Regions from separate parts of the Mus musculus genome. Here region 2 is linked to region 1. Evidence: chromatin contacts called from public Micro-C data. All regions are on one chromosome and are shown on one strand. The core of a region is the stretch at or near the end of the contact, and the rest is flanking DNA. Distances in the headings are between cores, read along the strand shown. Region 1 holds the start of Vps25 (vacuolar protein sorting 25). Region 2 has its middle 22 kb from the start of Aarsd1.

Evidence for each region. A called contact is a pair of places that touch in the nucleus more often than the background predicts.
Region 2: a contact with region 1 is called in a Micro-C map of brown adipocytes, with 7 times the contacts expected there. The contact joins the enhancer-like site here to the promoter of Vps25 in region 1. A contact is called at or near these places in 14 of 39 promoter capture datasets (the 3T3-L1 cell line, the C10 cell line, cranial neural crest and 7 more), 4 of 15 datasets of contacts at CTCF or cohesin (the NIH/3T3 cell line, large pre-B cells and pro-B cells), 13 of 484 Hi-C or Micro-C datasets (Kupffer cells, the N1E-115 cell line, bone marrow-derived macrophages and 7 more), 6 of 115 datasets of contacts at active chromatin or transcription factors (acute myeloid leukemia, bone marrow-derived macrophages, embryonic forebrain and 3 more) and 2 of 9 other capture datasets (adipose tissue and pancreatic islet).

The regions. Positions count from the first base shown.
Region 1 is chr11:101,252,183-101,255,213 of GRCm38.p6, forward strand. It overlaps Vps25 (vacuolar protein sorting 25), which reads left to right and starts at 1,525. Exons shown (of 6, transcript NM_026776.5): 1 at 1,525-1,625; 2 at 1,849-1,994; 3 at 2,761-2,814. The coding sequence starts at 1,573.
Region 2 is chr11:101,393,644-101,396,674 of GRCm38.p6, forward strand. No RefSeq gene overlaps it. Among named protein-coding and RNA genes, the nearest start is that of Aarsd1, 22 kb to the right of the region's middle. Within about 2 kb of position 1,473, at least 12 of the 459 cell types and tissues checked have an H3K27ac peak or open chromatin away from gene starts, as enhancers often do. A contact at or near this core is called in adipose tissue and brown adipocytes, where this site is marked.

The sequences.
Region 1 (3,031 bases), core at 275-2,774:
GGTGTGTCTGAAGACAACTACAGTGTACTCACATATCTAAAATAGATATATCTTTAAAAAAAACAGACCATGGACACAGCACACACATGTAATCTCAGTTCTCAGAAGGTTGAGGCAGTGGGATTAAAGGCTGAGCTCTGGGATAAAGGTGTGCTCAGCTAACATTTTTTTTTTCTTTTAAGATTTATTTGTTTATGTATGTATATGAGTACACTGTAGCTGTCTTCAGACACACCAGAAGAGGGCGTCAGATCTCATTACGAGTGATTGTGAGCCACCATGTGGCTGCTGGGATTTGAACTCAGGACCTTCAGAAGAGCAGTCAGTGCTCTTTACCTGCTGAGCCATCTCACCAGCCCTAACATTACTTTTAAATAGAAATAAAGTGAGCTACACAGAAAGGGAGGGAGGCATGATGATAGTGATATCCGGAAAGAAATTGAAAAATTGAGGCAACACGTTACTTGTAAAGGAAGAATGGCAGTTTTGAGTTCAAAAGGCAAAGGAAGAAAAAATGGGGAGGAGCTTTGGAGCTATGAATTAAACATTGTGACAGAGAGAGATTAAGGGATTCTCACAATAATTCTTCAGGGAACAGAAAGATAGACACAGGCGGACTATTTTGAATGAGGATAACAGGGAATCAATGAAAACAGCCCAGCTTCTTCTCGCTCTTTAAAGGTGAGCATCTCCTAGCAGCCCAAGGTCAGCCTTCTTTTCAATACACCTTTTGTTTAGTGCTCTTATCCCTTAAATGGGTTCATATTGCATGTCAGGTCAGAAGACTCCCAAACTTGTATTTCTAGATCCAACAAGGCTCCCCTGAGAGTCCAGTAGTGAGATTAGTCAGCGAGCCCGGGACTCAGTAAACATGTTCTGGTTGGTCTTCAGCAATTTTCCACAGCTCAGCAGTGGAAGTACTGTTGGGAGAATGGAAACAGTAATTCTGGTTTGGGAACTGACCCGTAGTTTAGGCAGGCAAAGGGACAGATCTGACTAGTGTAGGCTGGGTATGAGTCAGATGAAGCCAAAGGGATTCCAAGTCTGGGGTCTAGAAAGGAAGAGGTTAAGAGCTAAACGTTAGTTTTGATTCTTTGAAAAAAGCAATAAGTTTTGATTCTTTGAAAATCGCGTATAGCGATGCAAACCACACAATATGCTCCCATGATCCTACAGGAAATTTAAGAGTGAAGTCAACCTGGGTGGGAATGCAGGAAATTTCGGCATCATGAGTTTAAATTGGCAACCGACACGAAGGTGAAGCCTCCAGATGTGGATTCTAACTTGCGTTCGGCTGACCTCGCAATTTGCAGAGGGAAACTACGTGTCGTCGTCCCCCCCCCCCCCCCCCGCCCCCGTTTCCCTCTGTTTAAGCGACAAGACCCAGAACTCCTGCGCTTCATGTTGAAGTTTTTCTTTAGACAGCAGCAGATTGGTGACAAGAACCGTTCCCATCCCACTGCGGCGCCTCCCGAGAGGAGTCCGGAACCTTTCTGCTGTGCTGTCAGCCCGGACATGCTGAGGCGGAGACCGGAAGCCCCTTGTCGGTTCCGGGTTTTCTGGGCTACTACGATGGCGATGAGTTTCGAGTGGCCGTGGCAGTACCGCTTCCCGCCCTTCTTTACGTGAGGCTCAGACCCTGAGAAGCCCAGTGTAGCTCCCTCCCGTCCCCGGGGCCCAGGGCTCAGCCCTGATGATTCACTTGGGGTTCCGGGGGAGACGGGAGCTGCCGGCCGCCTTCCTGTCCAGCCAGCCCGTCACTGTCTCCCCCTAACGTGCTGCTAGGCTGGTGCTGCTGCCGCCCTCTTCCACGCTTTAATTCCTCGTCCTGCTCCCTTCGCCCGGCAGGTTACAGCCGAACGTGGACACCCGGCAGAAGCAGCTGGCCGCCTGGTGCTCTCTGGTTCTGTCCTTCTGCCGCCTGCACAAACAGTCCAGCATGACGGTGATGGAAGCCCAGGAGAGCCCGCTTTTCAACAACGTCAAGCTACAGCGTATCCTCCCTCAGGCTCTTCCATAGCCCACCCCCAGCCCCCACACACACGCACTCCCACACTTTTCTACATGCCCAGACTGCATCTCCCCACCTCCCTTTACCCACAGTAGGCAGGCTTCTATTCAACCTGGACTTGGGAAACAGCAAAACTAAATGGCAGATAATCATTTTATATGCACTTTTGCAGGCAGTGCAAGCTCCCTTTACCCTAGTTAATGAGTGCTGGGGTCTTTAAGTCCCAAGCTTTACACACTGGACCCTTTAAAACTATTTGAATCTCCTCTCTGTGAGCCTCAAATCCCAAACCATCTTTAATAATTTTTTTGACTTGCCCCACCTCTCCCAGGAAGTGAGGGTCATTTATTTTTGCTCTCTGATTCATAGGTAAAATTTGTGGAGAAAAAGGCACAGAGAATGAAGTAAAGGGTAACACCCTTTATTTTCTAAAACTCTTGCCTTTTATTTGAGACCTGATCTCTATAGCCCAGCCCAGCCTTGGACTGGTGATTCTCCTGTGTCCATCCCATAAGAGCTGGTATTACAGGCCTGTAACACACTTTGCTAGTTCTTCCTTCTAACTGGAAGTTTCTTTTTACCTCCTTTTCCAGAATATTGAGGAAATGCAAACATATCTTCTTCAAAAATTGCATGTATGTATGGCAGGGAAAGGAGGGGGCTAGATCATTCTTTATCGTGGGCCGAACTCCGAAAATGTTTTATTTAACCTAATTTACATGTAGGCCATTCCCTTAACCTTAAGCCAGGGAAACTTCCTGTGGAGTCAATTCAGATTGTATTAGAAGAACTGAGAAAGAAAGGTGGGTTCAGTTCTCAGATACCTGTTGGTTTGTTTGTCTGTTTAAAGATATATTTATTTATTTCATGTATATGAGTACACCATTGCTCTCTTAAGACACACCAGAAGAGGGCATCAGATCTCATTACAGATGGTTGTGAGCCACCATGTGGTTGCTGGGAATTGAACTCAGGACCTGTGGAAGAGCAGTCAATGCTCTTAACCACTGAGCCATCTCT
Region 2 (3,031 bases), core at 223-2,722, 140 kb after region 1:
AAACTCTGGACTTCCTGCTTGTGTGGCAAGCACTTTATCGGACAGTGCCATCTCCAGAATCCTTACATCCAGATTCTTATATAGAAAATTTACATAGAGCAAAGGATACGGGAACTAGGCAGAAACACGGACCTTTGTTGCTGCCTTTGTGTCCCAGTGAAGAGCTGGGAGGCTGTACGAAGACGAGGAGAAAATGTGATCTAGGGTCCGAGGAAGATGGAGTTTGAGAAGCTGAAAAACTAGAGGCAACACTCAAACCTCACTTTAAAAAGAACATACAGTGTGTGTGTGGGGTGGGGGGGGACTTTTGGGATAGCATTGGAAATGTAATTGAAGAAAATACGTAATAAAAAAAGGAAAAAAAAGAGAAAAAAAAAAGAGAGAGAAAAAAAAAAAAAAAGAACATACAGGAGCCAGGCGTGGTGGTGCACGCCTTTAATCCCAGCACTCGGGAGGCAGAGGCAGGCAGATTTCTGAGTTCCAGGCCAGCCTGGTCTACAGAGTGAGTTCCAGGACAGCCAGGCTACACAGAGAAACCCTGTCTTGAAAAACCATGGCCAGTGGTTAAGAGCACTGGCTGCTCTTCCAGAGGACCTGAGTTCAATTCCCAGTACCCGCATGGCAGCTCACAACCCTCTGTAACTCCTGTCCCAGGGGAATCAAATACCTTCATACAGTCAATGGACAGAAGATAAAGATAAATAAATAAATAGAACCCAGAAACCAGGCAGTGGTGGCACAGCCTTTAATCCCAGCACTTGGGGGATGGGGCAGAGAGTGAACAGGCAGATGGATCTCTGAGTTCGAGGCCAGCCTGGTCTACAGAGTGAATTCCAGGAGAGCCAGGACTACACAGAGAAACCCTGTCTCCAAACAAACAAGTATCTATCAAATGGACACAAAAGAATCCAAAGGAACACTGGCAACCAAGAAGTCAAGTGCAGCCTCTGAATTGCTTCAGGGGCAGGCACCATTTTGAGGCCTCTGAGCTCGCTAAATGCTGGAGATGCAGGAGCAAAGGCATAAAATGTCCATGTATCAGCAGTGTGAGCATGACTCTGTGGCAGCTCCTACGCTCAGGGGCACTGAAGCCCAGGCACCAAAAATAAAGGTTGAGGAAAGTCTAGAACTCCTTAAAAGGAAAAATGACAATGCCATGCTAAGCAACACACATCTGGCGCCCTGGCTATTTGGGTTGTCCAGGCAGGAGGACAGCAGAATCCAGGAAGTCAAGGCCAGGCTGGGCAATATAGCAAGACTCCTACTGAAAGAGGGAGGGACAGGGGCTGGGAGATGGTTCAGTCCACAAAGCGTTTGCCATGCAAGCATGAGGACCTGTGCACACACGTGTAGCAGCACACATGGAACACGTATGCACATGTACACATACACACTCAGAGTGGGAGAGGAGGGAGAAGGTAGGGACAGAACATAGTTTCCAGAAGACTACAAGTCATTTCTTGTTTGCCTGCTTGTGTTTTAGAACTCCCCTTATGTTCTACATCCTAGGAACCAGGAAACCATGCCTGCCTAACTGGACAAGGGCTCTTTTATCCTTGTTATTCCCCTTATTTAATTAGTTCATTAATTAACTTGGAGACGGGATCCAGTCCAGCTTCATCAGCCAGACTGTGTACCAAACTGAGCTACATTCCAAGCCTTCTCTGCCGCTGCCAGAGGCGTCGGCAAGCACAGGCTCCCAGCGCCCTCTGCTGTTCTATCTGTCACAAGGGAAGGGTTATTGGGACTGACATTGCTGAAGGGTCCTCATCTGGGCAAGAAGCTGTAAGGGCAGAAGAAACTGCAAAGCTTTGTACAAAACTCCGGACGAGCTCACTCGCTTGGATCACAACACAGACACTGAGAGGAAGCAGTGGGAGCCAAGGGCCTGACCTTTGCCACGATGATGGTTTTTTTCAGACTTTCTAAGCCGAGTAGAAACCTTCAAGACATCCAGAGCAAACGCATCAAAAGTGGAATGTTAGGATCACTTAATGCTATGTGTTAAGCAGGGTTCCAGAAACAAGGAGGAAAAACAGCAGACTCAGGAAGAGGTAGAAAGAACTACAGGCTTACCTTTAGAGCCCCATAAAGATCAATTCCTGGAGCCCAGGAAGACAGACTAGAAGGTAAGAGCATTTGCTGCACAGATGTGAGGACCCGAGTTCGAATCCCTAACACCCATGTAAAACATGGCTGCACATGCCTGTTTCCCCAGCAGTGGGAGGTGGAGGCAGGTGGGCCTGGAGTTCACTGAGCATTGGCCTACGTTAGATAGTGAGCTTCCAGTTCAGAGAGAGACTGAGACAGAAAGAGTCTTTCTCACAGGAATAAGATGGAGAGGGGTAGAAGAAGACACCTGACATTGTACTTAGGTCTCTTCATGTGCAAAGACAGACCAGAAGAAACCCTGGCTGTGGAGAGCTTTTGGAGCCCACTTGGTGGAAATTTGACATTGGGCCAGGACAAGGAAGTAAGCTTGGGCAGGAATCTAATTTTAGGCTAGAACAAAGAAGTAGGCTTCAGGCAAGAATATGACTTTGGGCTTTTACCTCTTACTCTCTTGCTCTTACTCTTTCTCCCCTGTTCCCCCTCTCTCTGCCTTCCCTTCCCCCCTCTCTCCACGTGTTCATGGCTGGCCTCTGCTTCCCTACTCTTTCCCTCTCTCTGCCTTTGTACAATAAATGCCTTAAAACCAAAAAACAAACAAACAAACAAGCAAACAAAAGAATATGACTTTGGGCTTGGACATGGAAGTAGGCTCAGATATCTTGGTCATCCTGATAATGCCTTAGAAACAGTGATCGTGGGACTTTGTTTATTGCCTTGCTTGTTCCTTGATGATTTGTGTTTATTGTCTTGCTTGTTTCTCAAACTAGAGCTGACTTTATCACTTGCATGTAACTAAAATGGTATAAAAGCAGATTGGGAAAAATTTATTTCACCTCAGCCTCAGAACAGGCTGGGGTCATGCTACAGTCTTGTCTAATTGTCTTTTTCTTTTGAATCCTCGCTCCTGCAGCAGCCTCAA